Regions from separate parts of the Mus musculus genome. Here region 2 is linked to region 1. The links are chromatin contacts, called in public promoter capture Hi-C maps. All regions are on one chromosome and are shown on one strand. The core of a region is the stretch at or near the end of the contact, and the rest is flanking DNA. Distances in the headings are between cores, read along the strand shown. Region 1 holds the start of Itgal (integrin alpha L). Region 2 holds the start of AI467606 (expressed sequence AI467606).

Region 1 (5,315 bases), core at 1,220-3,719:
GTGTTGTTTCTATGAGGCCAATACAGAAGAAGATTGTTGTATAAGGCCAACCTGGGCCAATCAAGAGCCTATCTTAAACAAAAACCAAACACACAGAGAGTGAAAGAGACACAGACATACACTCATTTAAAAGCTTTTCTCATATATGTTCATGAAGTTGTACAGTCATCTCTACCATTTCAACCCAGAACATGAATCATTAAAAAACTTGAACTCCTCAGCAGCCGTGCTCTCCTCCTGCTCCTCGGCAGTCACTCATCCACGCTTCATCTCTTCAGGCTTACCTGTCTGGGGGCTGGGGACGCAATTCAGTGATAGACAACTGAAATACAAGCCTGAGGCACTACATTTGATTCCAACAACACACACACAAAAATTTACTTATTCTGGACATGTCACTCAAATGAAATTCCACATCTGAACCTTTGCACCTGGTTGCTACCCGCCCACCCCCACCCCGGTCTGTTTTCAGGGTCTGTCTGCACTGTAGCTTGCCTTAGGTGCACCTCATGCCCGTCTCCATCCCCAATTGCAGGCCTTACAGGCTGCCGTGCTCTTTCTATAATAACTAATGTTGTTGAGCATTCCTTCATGTTTTTGTCAGCCATTTCTATTTCATGGTTAAAGAAATGAGCTGGGCAGGTAGCTTAGTGGGAGAGTGCTCGTTTAAAACATAAATGGCTGGGCGTGATGCCACATGCCTTTAATCCCAGAACTCTGGAGGCAGAGGCAAAGAGATGTTCATGAGTTCGAGGCCAGCCTTGTATATAGCGTGAGTTCTAGGACAGCCAGGAGTACGTACAGAAACTTTGTCTCAAAACAAAATGAAAAAAAAACCCAACCAAACAAAAACCCAACAAAACAACAACACCCCGCCCCCCATAAATAATATGAACTGAGGGGCAAAGCTTTGCAATAGAATGCATCAGTTTGATCCCTGCACTAGGAAAATTATTGTTATTTTTGATTTTGAAAAATATATTTATTTATAAAACTTTGAATATTTAAAAATTACTATGTGTGTACGACGGGGAGCAGGGAACACATGTGAAGGGCAGAAGACAACCTTGACCTTTATGTGGGCTCTTTGGGTGGAGCTAACACCTCAAATTCTTTTTTTATTTCTTTTCTTAAAAAAAAAAAAACATCCCATGGGCCCAGTGATTTTTTTTTTTAAGAAAAGAAATAAAAAAAGAATCCCTCAAAAGTTGTCTTTTTAAAGTTGTTATCGAGTTGTCTTTGTGTCCTGAGTTCTTTTTCTTTTTTTTTTTTGTTTTTTGTTTTTTGTTTTTTTGAGACAGGTTTCTCTGTATAGCCCTGGCTGTCCTGGAACTCACTTTGTTGACCAGGCTGGCCTCGAACTCAGAAATCCGCCTGCCTCTGCCTCCTGAGTGCTGGGATTAAAGGTGTGCGCCACCACGCCTGGCTTCTTTTTCTTTTTTTTTTTTTTTAAGAAACAAAATTAGGGGCTGGTGAGATGGCTCAGTGGGTAAGAGCACCCAACTGTTCTTCCGAAGGTCCAGAGTTCAAATCCCAGCAACCACATGGTGGCTCACAACCATCTGTAACAAGATCTGACTCCCTCTTCTGGAGTGTCTGAAGACAGCTACAGTGTACTTACATATAATAAATAAATAAATCTTTAAAAAAAAAAAAAAAAAAGAAACAAAATTAACCAAATGGTAGTAGTGCATGCATACCAGTAATCCCAGAGGTAAGCAGATCTCAGATCTCTGAGTTCAAGACTAGCCTGGTCTACAGAGTAAGTTCCAGGGTGGCCAGGGCTACGCAGAGAAACCCTGTCTTGGGAAAAAAAAATGTGAAAAAAAGAAAAGGAGGAGGAGGAGGAGGAGAAGGAGAAGGGAAGGAAGGGAAAAGGAGAGGAGAGGAGAGGAGAGGAGAGGAGAGGAGAGGAGAGGAGAGGAGAGGGAGAGGAGAGGAGAGGAGAGGAGAGGAGAGGAAGAAAAGAGAAGAGAAGAGAAGAGAAGAGAAGAGAAGAGAAGAGAAGAGAAGAAAAGAAAAGAAAAGAAAAGAAAAGAAAAGAAAAGAAAAGAAAAGAAAAAAGAAATTAGCTCTGAAGCCTGCAGCTCTGTGGCTTGCTCCAGGCTCTCTTTTCTGCATGCATCCTTTTGTCACCCACAATCTTCCTGTGTGGTTCAAGCAGGGACGGTTTAGGGATGCTTCCTGAGCAACCCTCTATCTGGCTTGTTTGTTTGTTTGTTTGTTGTTTTAGATAATATAATTACAGCACTTCTCCCCTCCCCCCCCCTTACCCCTCCCTCCCCCGAGTCTACTCCCTACTCCCTTCTATCAGGCTTTGAAGAATCTTCCGGGGCCTGGTGTGAGAGCGGAGGTTGCCTAGCTGAAGTGGCAGTAATTTAACCGCCTTGCTGTCTGCTCTTGGATGATGTGAAAATGCAAGTAGGCACAGGAAATGTATCTAACCTGCTTATACTTCCTCTCTGAACAGAGAGGTTTCACAACCCGGACAGGAGCGCACCCCCTCCTTCCACCCCCACCCAGTGTCATCAGCCTGGCAGCCCTGAGAAAGTTCCACTGGAAGGGGCCCCATGCAAGAGAAGCCACCATTTCCCTCTTCCTCCCGGGTCTAGGTTGCCAGCAAATCTCAAGAGCTCTCTGAGATCGAGTCCGGACCCACAGGTCCCTCCTAAGCGCAGATGAGTTTCCGGATTGCGGGCCCCAGACTTTTGCTACTGGGACTCCAGCTGTTTGGTAGGAAATCCAGGAGGGAGGGGAAAGGGACGTTGTCTGTGACAGGGGAAACCAGAAGGCTCTGTAGAGCCAAAGAAGATGAGGAGCCACTCCAGGGGATGGACGGTATAGGTGATGTGGGACCCAGGAATCCCGGAGAGAGAAGAGGGAACCTACACAAACTTGAAGCATGATATCGAAGGGCGTGGAAGGAAGAGCGGGTGGGAGGTGGAGTGAGCCTTCACGTGTTTAGGTAGATGGTTGGAAGGACTCAGGATGGGAGAAGGCTGGGTTAGGTTTCTACTCCACCTCCTTTGTATTATGTCTGCTTGGGAGTTTTGGGCACCTGAAGGGAGGTGAAGAGGGTACCCTCATCTCTGATATCCAGGACACAAGGTGCTATAAGTCTTTCTGTAAGGAAAGTTGGACCAGAAAAGGACAGTTTAGAGGCTGCAGAGGGCACTCTAGCTGCCTAAGATGGGGGAGGGGCGGTGTTGGATTTTAAAAGGTCGGGAGATACCTATGTCTGGTGGGTAGAGTTGGGAAACTTAAGTCACCTGCTGGGTTCTGGGTATGGTGACTCCATGAGGCTGGTCACTTCTCAGGTGCTGGGATGCAAGGTGCCCAGAGAAGCGCAGTCAGTGTGGCAGCCATGGGGCCTCAGGGCAGACTCTTCCCAGTCCCTGCCTGGGAACTTGGTCATTCTATGCCTGGAGGCCCCCTCCCTGGCTTCTTTCTCATGGGCCTCCGCCTTCTTACCCTTCCTTCTTTCCCAATAGGTCCAAGGGGAAGTTGAGTCCTCTGGGTCTGGGAGGAGTTACCCTGGGAGACAGACTGTGTAGTCTCCTAGTCTCTAGTCCAGGCCTCAGAGGGAAAGTCCTGGCGCCACCAGTCTGTGCTTGGGTGTAGGCAGCCTCAGAGCATGAGTGGGTTTGGAGGAACAGGCCTCAGAGGCAGCACTAGTCTGTGTCTGTGTGTCTGTGTGTGTGGGGGGGGTCTGTGTGTGTGGGGTGTGTGTGTGTGGGGGTGTGTGTGTGGTCTGTGTGTGTGTGGGGTGTGTGTGTGTGGGGGGGGGGGTCCAGATAGGGAGCAGCTGACTGCTTTGCTCCCCGCAGCCAAGGCCTGGAGCTACAACCTGGACACACGGCCTACGCAGAGCTTCTTGGCACAAGCTGGAAGACATTTTGGGTACCAGGTCTTGCAGATTGAAGATGGGTGAGCTATTATTCTTTCAACTACCCTCCAGCAGCAGGGTATGCAGGGCCCCACATCTGCCCAGGGGTAGGGGTGGGGACTGTCCCATGTCAGGGGTTGGCCTCTCTTCTGCGAGTGTCTGCTAGGTGGAATCTTTGAAACAGGAGCAAGGCTCTCTCTAGTACCATAGAGTGAGGGTGATGGGTCCTAAGCCACACGAGTGTCTGAGGACCATCTCCTCTCTGCTTCCCAATTCAAAGACTAGCTAAGCACATAGTAGGACAGGCTTGTCCTAAGCTAAGCACATAGTAGGACAGGCTTGGGCATTGATGGCTTTGTTGTTGTTGGTGGTGCTGCTGTTTGAATACCAGGTCTATGTGTGTTAGGCAGGCTCTCCATAGAGCTACATCAGGGTTTGTGTTCTTTGGTTGGAGACAGGGCCTCTGTAGATCAGTTTTTCTACATTTGCTGTAGCTGAGCAGAGCCTTGAACTTCTGACCCCCTATCCTCTACTTCTGAGGTGCTGGGATCACAAGCAGATGCCACCAGACCTGGTTTCTTTTTTATTTTCTTTTTGAGACAGGGTCTTATTAAATTCCCACAGCTAGCTTGGGGCTACTGTCCTCCTGCCTCTGGCTGTCTCTGAATAGCAGAGGTGACAGGCCTATGTCACCACACCTAGTCACAAATAGCTTTTGAATTGATGACTAAATGAAGGTGCCCACCTAGCAGACACTCTTTGGGCCTTGAATTTTTCTAGTATGCAAATGAAATGAAGCTTTAACGTCTAGAATTATGTTATTTGGCTATTAGGAAATAGGGGCTACTCCAGAGCTCGCCTGGAGAGTAAGAGGTGTATTGCCGCGGCAGCAAGTTTTAAGCATACAGTTGTTATTGTTATTGAGCTGCGTGTGTATGTGAATGCTGTAGTGATTGGGCTGTGTGTGTACGTGAATGTTCTCGTGCACATGTGGAAGTTAGGACAGCCTGCTGGAGTCAGGTCTCTCCTTCTACCTCTTAGGAGAGCAAATCTGACTCCGTTTCTCAAGCTTGTTAAGCACTTTTGCCCTCTAAGCTACAATAAGCCTAGCATCACTTTGAAGTGCTTGTTAAGATACATGGCCCCGCGATAGATATGGGTCTATTCTTCTACAAGCAGACATCCAATTAGACCAGCACCGTTTGTTAAAGATGCTTTCTTTTTTCCATTGTATGGTTTTGGACCTTAGTGGGAGAAGATTCACTTAGGCCTACAACAACTGGATAGCCCAGGGTGGGGTGGTACCCAAAGGGGGTCTTCCCCTTCTCTGAGGATAAAGGGAGGGGTTAATGGGGAATGGGACTTGTAAAGATGAGACTGGGAGGAGAGGAGGGAGGGGGAGGGGGTGAAATTGGGATATAAAATGAAT
Region 2 (5,629 bases), core at 1,741-4,240, 200 kb before region 1:
TTTATCTCTTTTTAATTTCCTGGCTTCCTGTTTCTTACAGATCATTTTTAAGTGCTAGCATTATTAGCATGTGCCACATTGCTAGGTTCTAGTCTCTGTTATTTACCTCTTTTTGTTCCTGTTTCTTAACTGTAATGGAGATCTCATATAATGTTCTCTCTCTCTCTCTATATATATATATATATATATCTTTTGTTTCTCTTCCTTGTCTTTGTTTCCTTTGGATGCTATTTATCATATTTATATCCTGTCACTCATCTTCTCTCATAGTTTGCCTCTATCCTGGTTTATCTTTTTTTTTTCACTGCACATCTCTGATTCTGACTCTGGTCTCTGTCTTTGTCAGCCTCATGTTTGGTCAGATTGTTGGGGCACTTTCTAGTCTCACAAAAAAACGAGACCCCCTATCAGAGCCTGACAGTTAGACTCACAGGTGCTCTTTACTTTGGACAGAAGCCCCAAGTGGGCGGATGCCTCCCTCACTGGAGCTGGGAACAGACTTACAGCCAGCAGTTCAGGGCGGGGCGCCTGAGAAGAGAAAACTCTTGGGACAGAGAAGGGAGCGCAGCTCTCACAGCTGGCTGTACCTGTACCGGACCACTGATATCTTAAAATGAAAGCACTTTTTCTGTTAACAAGAGATGGGATGTAGGGGACAGGGGAATGAGAAGCTGCCAGGGAACCTGCTGTGCAGGCTACTGGGAGCGACAAACACTGGCAGGGAGGGGGAAAGGCTACAGAGGCTTCGACTTAACCACTTGACAGATGCCCGGTGCTTGCTGCACTGTCCGCCCGCCTGGCTCACGCCCCGGAAGTTCTTAGTCCGGCTCTGCAGGTGATCCCAGAACTCTTTTGAGCAGCCCAGGTCTCACGCTCCGGAGCAGGCCGGTCCTCGGGAAAACAGCGCTGAGTTGTTTTTTTCTTAACTATCACTGACAAATTCTGTCTCAACATCAGTCTAAGTCTACAGTCAGAGACAAAGGGTTGACACACACACAGTCTGTCCGGTAACAAAAACCACAACAGAAACAAGATAGCAACAGCGGGGGTGGGGGGGGTGGGGAGGGGTGGGGGGTACACGAGTATATCTAAGCACATTCATCCGCTCTTGGACTTGTATAACCAGCCAAACTCGACTTCCTCATGGGGTCGGATTCTGAGCAGGTGTACTGAGCAGGTGTACTGAGTAGGTGTACTGAGCAGGTGTACTGAGCAAGTGTACTGAGCAGGTGTACCGAGTAGGTGTACCGAGTAGATGTGCTGCCACAGCCCTATAACCCCAGCACCAGGAAGGTAGCCAGAAGACTGCCACAATTGGGAACCCACTGTAGTCTACGTAGAGCATTTTAAGCTAGAAATGATACATAGTGAAACCCTGTCTCAAAACAAATGAAAAACATGTATGTTGAAATGCTGGTGGTGAAGAATTGTGGCAAAATGCTTGCCTAGCATGAGCATGACCCATAAGCAAACAAACACCTCCGCCGCTGCCCCACCCCCCACCCTGGAAAAAAGAAAGAGAAGACAGAGGAGGGAACAAAGGCTGGGAGAAGGCTCAGTACAACACAACAGTGCTGATTGACAAACATGAGGGCCTGAGCTTAGACCTTAGCACACACTTCAAAACTATGGGCACCGCAAGCTCAGCTAAGTGCTCCTATTAGCTTAGCACTGGGGAAGGAAAGAGGGGGACAGGAGGAGAGGGGGAGAGGGTATAGGGGGAGAAGGGAGGAGGGGGACCGGGGGACAGGGAGAATGGGGAAGGGGAGAGGGAGAGGGAGTTCAGCAGTTAATTCGATGCTCTTGCAGAGCACCTAGGTTCAATTCCTAGCACTTACAAAGTGGCTCACAACTGTCTGTCAATCACTTCCAAGAGATCTGACATCCCCTTCTGGCCTCCTTGAACACGAGGCATGCTTGCGACCAAAATGCATACAGGTGAGCTAAACACACAAACACATAAAATAAAATAATAGGGTGGAAATCAATTAAGTAGACTCTGGTCTACACACACACACACACACACACACACACACGCAGACACTGCATGCACACCATGTAAAGGTATGATGGCCTAAACAACACCGGTAACAATTACTCTCATAGTGCTTACACCGTTAGGTATCAGAAGTAGTGGAGAGATGAGCCTGGGCACAGTGGCCTGGGACTGAAACCAACACTCAAAAGGCTTACGGGAGTGTGTATGTGTGTGTGTGGGGGGGGGGGGGGGATTCGGGGCCAACCTGGGCTACATCTTAAGTCCCTGTCTCAAACAAAACAAAAGTATGACACAGCTGGATGAAAAGGGTGCAGGGAGTAGACGGAAGGACAGGGACCCTCCAAGAAGCAGGCAGCAAGATACATCGCAGCGCTGTGGGAGCCCCTGAGCCGGTCTTTATAATCTTCCTCTCCCCTGGGTGAGCGAGCTGAGGTCTGGGCCTTGCCTGTAGGGTGAGAAGGTGAAGGCGCTGGGGTCTGGGCCTTGCCTGTAGGGTGAGAAGGTGAAGGCGCTGGGGTCTGGGCTTTGCCTGTTGGGTGAGATGGTGATCGCGCCTAGGCCTTGCCTATGGGGTGAGAAGGTGAAGGCGCTGGGGTCTGGGTCTTGCCTTTGGGGTGAGAAGGTGAAAGCGCTGGGGTCTGGGCCTTGCCTTTGGGGTGAGATGGTGAACGCGCTGGGGTCTGGGTCTTGCCTTTGGGGTGACAAGGTAAAGGCGCTGGGGTCTGGACCTTGCCTGTGGGGTGGGACTGACTGGAGCAAAGCAGCTGCTCATTCTGGCTCCACCTTACACAGGAAGTGGTTCTTCACCACACTGACCACATCCCCAGGTTGCCTTGGAAACACTCTGTGGGGGCAGGAAAAGTTGGGGCACAGTCGCCCAGCAACAGGTGGTAGCCTCCCTTCCGCCTTCTTCTGAGGCCAGCCCTCCAGGGCCTTTCAGATCGCTGCGCGCACACACACCCTCCCGGCATGCACTGGGAAGAAGGGCTCTGAAAACGGCGAAATCCAAGATTGAAGCAAGGTGACAGGTGAGGTGAGGGGTGCGGAAGCAACTGCAAATGGGGGACTGGTGGCAGAGATGTGGACAAATACCAACAAGGGAAGCAGACAGGCCAGTGATTGGGCAGAGCTGGGGAAGCTGGATAGGTGCCGGGCCACAGACCTGGTACAGCCAGATAGCACAACAGGGCCACCTCCAAGGAGAGCGGTTAGGTGGCTCAAAGAGTAGGTGCATATGGAAGGGAGGGGCCAGCAAGGGGTTTCTCTCTCATTCCAAGTCTCCTCACTTGAGACTGAGGCAAGACCTGAGAGCCCAGACCTTTGATCTGTCATCAGAGGTGGGGGGTGGGGCTGGAGGGGAAGTAAGGCCTGCGACTGTGCAGGGGAGCCTCAGCCAGCTCTGGCTTGTTCTCCGGCCTCTCCTGGTTTGCTCTTGACCTCTCTGGGACCCTTTGCTCCTCTCTAGTTTTGCCACCCATGCTCAATAAGCCAATTAGAAGAGCCGAATTAACAGTGGGTAGGGGTGGGGGTGGGAGCAGGAACGCAAGATGAGGGACAAAGAGATCCAGCACTCCCGACTCCCAATCTGTCTCTGAGGTTCTGAAGTAAAGTTACAGTTTAAAAAAAAGGCCAATGATGTGCAGTCCCAGTGACATGCAGTCTAAGCACTGTCTCATCCTGTGCCACGGTCAAGTTGTTAGAACCGTTGTTGAATCTCTTTCCAGGAAACGGGATATCCTCTGGTTGCTGTCCTTTCCTTCTCCCAGTGGAGACGTTCCTGACTGTTCTGAGTCCACACTGAGTCTCCCAGATGCCAGTGACGCCTCAGCAGCCCTCTGGGCACACGGAGGGGCTCCCTGAGCCTACAGCGGAGGCAGCAGTGTGGGTAGTAATCCCCTGTGGACCTTGTATTCCCATCATGCTGGGCCTGGCCTCTCTCACAGCCTTCTTCATCATAACTACTGCTGTACTGGCCGAACGCCTGTTCCGCCGCCCGCAACCAGACCCCAGCCAGCGTGCCCCCACCCTAGTCTGGCGCCCTGGAGGAGAACTGTGGATTGAGCCCACGAGCAGCGCCCGGGAGCGCTCTGAGGATTGGTACGGCTCCTCCATGCCTCTGCTGATGGACAGGGCTCCAGGTCCCCCAACACCCGGTGGCACCTTAGAGGGCAGAGCAACTGCTCCACCAGCCACTTCAGCCCCATACTCTTCCCTCAGTTCTCTAGTTCCTCAGACCCCACCAGAAGTCCCAGCCCAGAGCACCTTCTGGAGGCCTCAGACCCAAGAGGAGAGGCCCCATGACACAAGCCTGGTGAGCTGGGTTGGGTCTGAGCCCATGCCAGAGGCTGGCTTGCAGGTTGGGAGCCCCAGGCCTTGGAGGCCGAGGCAAGGGAGCCTGGAACCTGATTGGGGTCTCCAGCCTCGGGTCACCCTGGAGCAGATCTCAGCATTCTGGAAGAGGGAAGGCCGGACCAGCGTGGGCTTCTGAGTCTTCAGGACCTGTAAGACTAACTCCCACCTCAGAGGGACTACAGGGGTCAGCTCCAGCCTTAGGCCTGACCCTTGCGCTGGAAATTTTGTGTGGAAATTTCTGTCTTCTGCACCTGGCTGGTGGGCAGGCTAAGAGTGTGGACAGCCTGCACTCCAAGGCTTGCCTGAAGTTCAGCTTAGGTTAAAATGCCTAAGTCGTGACTCTGAGAATTGAAGGCAAGTCTAGCTGGCTACAGGCCAGAAGGCTTCAAGATGGCACGTCAGGGTACAAACTTACCTAAGACAGCCTATCCTGTATGGGATGCTGACCATCAGCCCAGAGCTGGTAGTTATGAGTGTCAGTCATGTGGTCTGGAGATGGCAAGAATCTTGCTCTCCAGAGCCACAAACCCTATCTGTGCCTGGCCACTCTCTCCCACCACTGTGAGGCCCTCCAGGAAAACACAGAGGACAAATCCAGGAGGTGTCTTTGATTCCGTACAAATAATGGCCTTGGCCACTAAACAGCAACATGGGATTTGATGGGCCACACTGGAGAGGCTGTCCTTGCCTGGAATTGGGACACAGAACCAAAACAGATCAGTAGGCTCCTCTGCCCCCTGACTTATGGCTGCACACATCCTACAGTACAGTTTTATTATTCTGTGTTAAGACAAGCATGGCCTATCGAGAACTGAGTTTGTTCCAATATGGGAATGAAGATTTTTTCCCAGAGAAAGGTCACTCCCCAAACATAGCCTCTGCCATCTTTCCCTCCAGCTTGCTGGAGTGGTCTAGAGAGGCAGGTTTGCTGTGGGGCAGACTTACTTACAGTGATCCATACCATAGAAACGGAGTCCCGAATACCCGTGTGCCCACCAGCTGACAACTTCTTTAGGAGAGGGGTTCGCAGTGGGGAAGATGGAGCTTTCGGCATCTGGAAATCTGACTTTCCAAACTTCAGTCAAGAGTATGACGATCCTGCCGTATGTTTACTTTTTGTTTCATTATTTACTTTATATTTTTACTTAAATCGGTTCACTGTATGCTTAATAAATTTGTTTTAAAGTGAATCCTTTTTGTATGACCTCTGTAAGTGGGAAATCAGTATTTCCAGTATTACTTGCCACAAGTTCAAAAAAAAAAAAAAAAAAAAAAAAA

What was found. Promoter capture Hi-C pulls out the DNA fragments that hold promoters and counts their contacts.
Region 2: a contact with region 1 is called in a promoter capture Hi-C map of liver, with 2.0 times the contacts expected there. The contact joins the promoter of AI467606 here to the promoter of Itgal in region 1. A contact is called at or near these places in 4 of 39 promoter capture datasets (fetal liver, hippocampal neurons and liver), 1 of 484 Hi-C or Micro-C datasets (CD4 T cells) and 2 of 115 datasets of contacts at active chromatin or transcription factors (double positive thymocytes and pancreatic cancer cells).

Annotation. Positions count from the first base shown.
Region 1 is chr7:127,293,791-127,299,105 of GRCm38.p6, forward strand. Itgal (integrin alpha L) reads left to right here and starts at 2,470. Exons shown (of 31, transcript NM_001253872.1): 1 at 2,470-2,733; 2 at 3,828-3,927. The coding sequence starts at 2,679.
Region 2 is chr7:127,088,446-127,094,074 of GRCm38.p6, forward strand. It overlaps AI467606 (expressed sequence AI467606), which reads left to right and starts at 2,991. Exons shown (of 2, transcript NM_178901.3): 1 at 2,991-3,027; 2 at 3,724-5,604. The coding sequence starts at 3,810. The coding sequence ends at 4,487.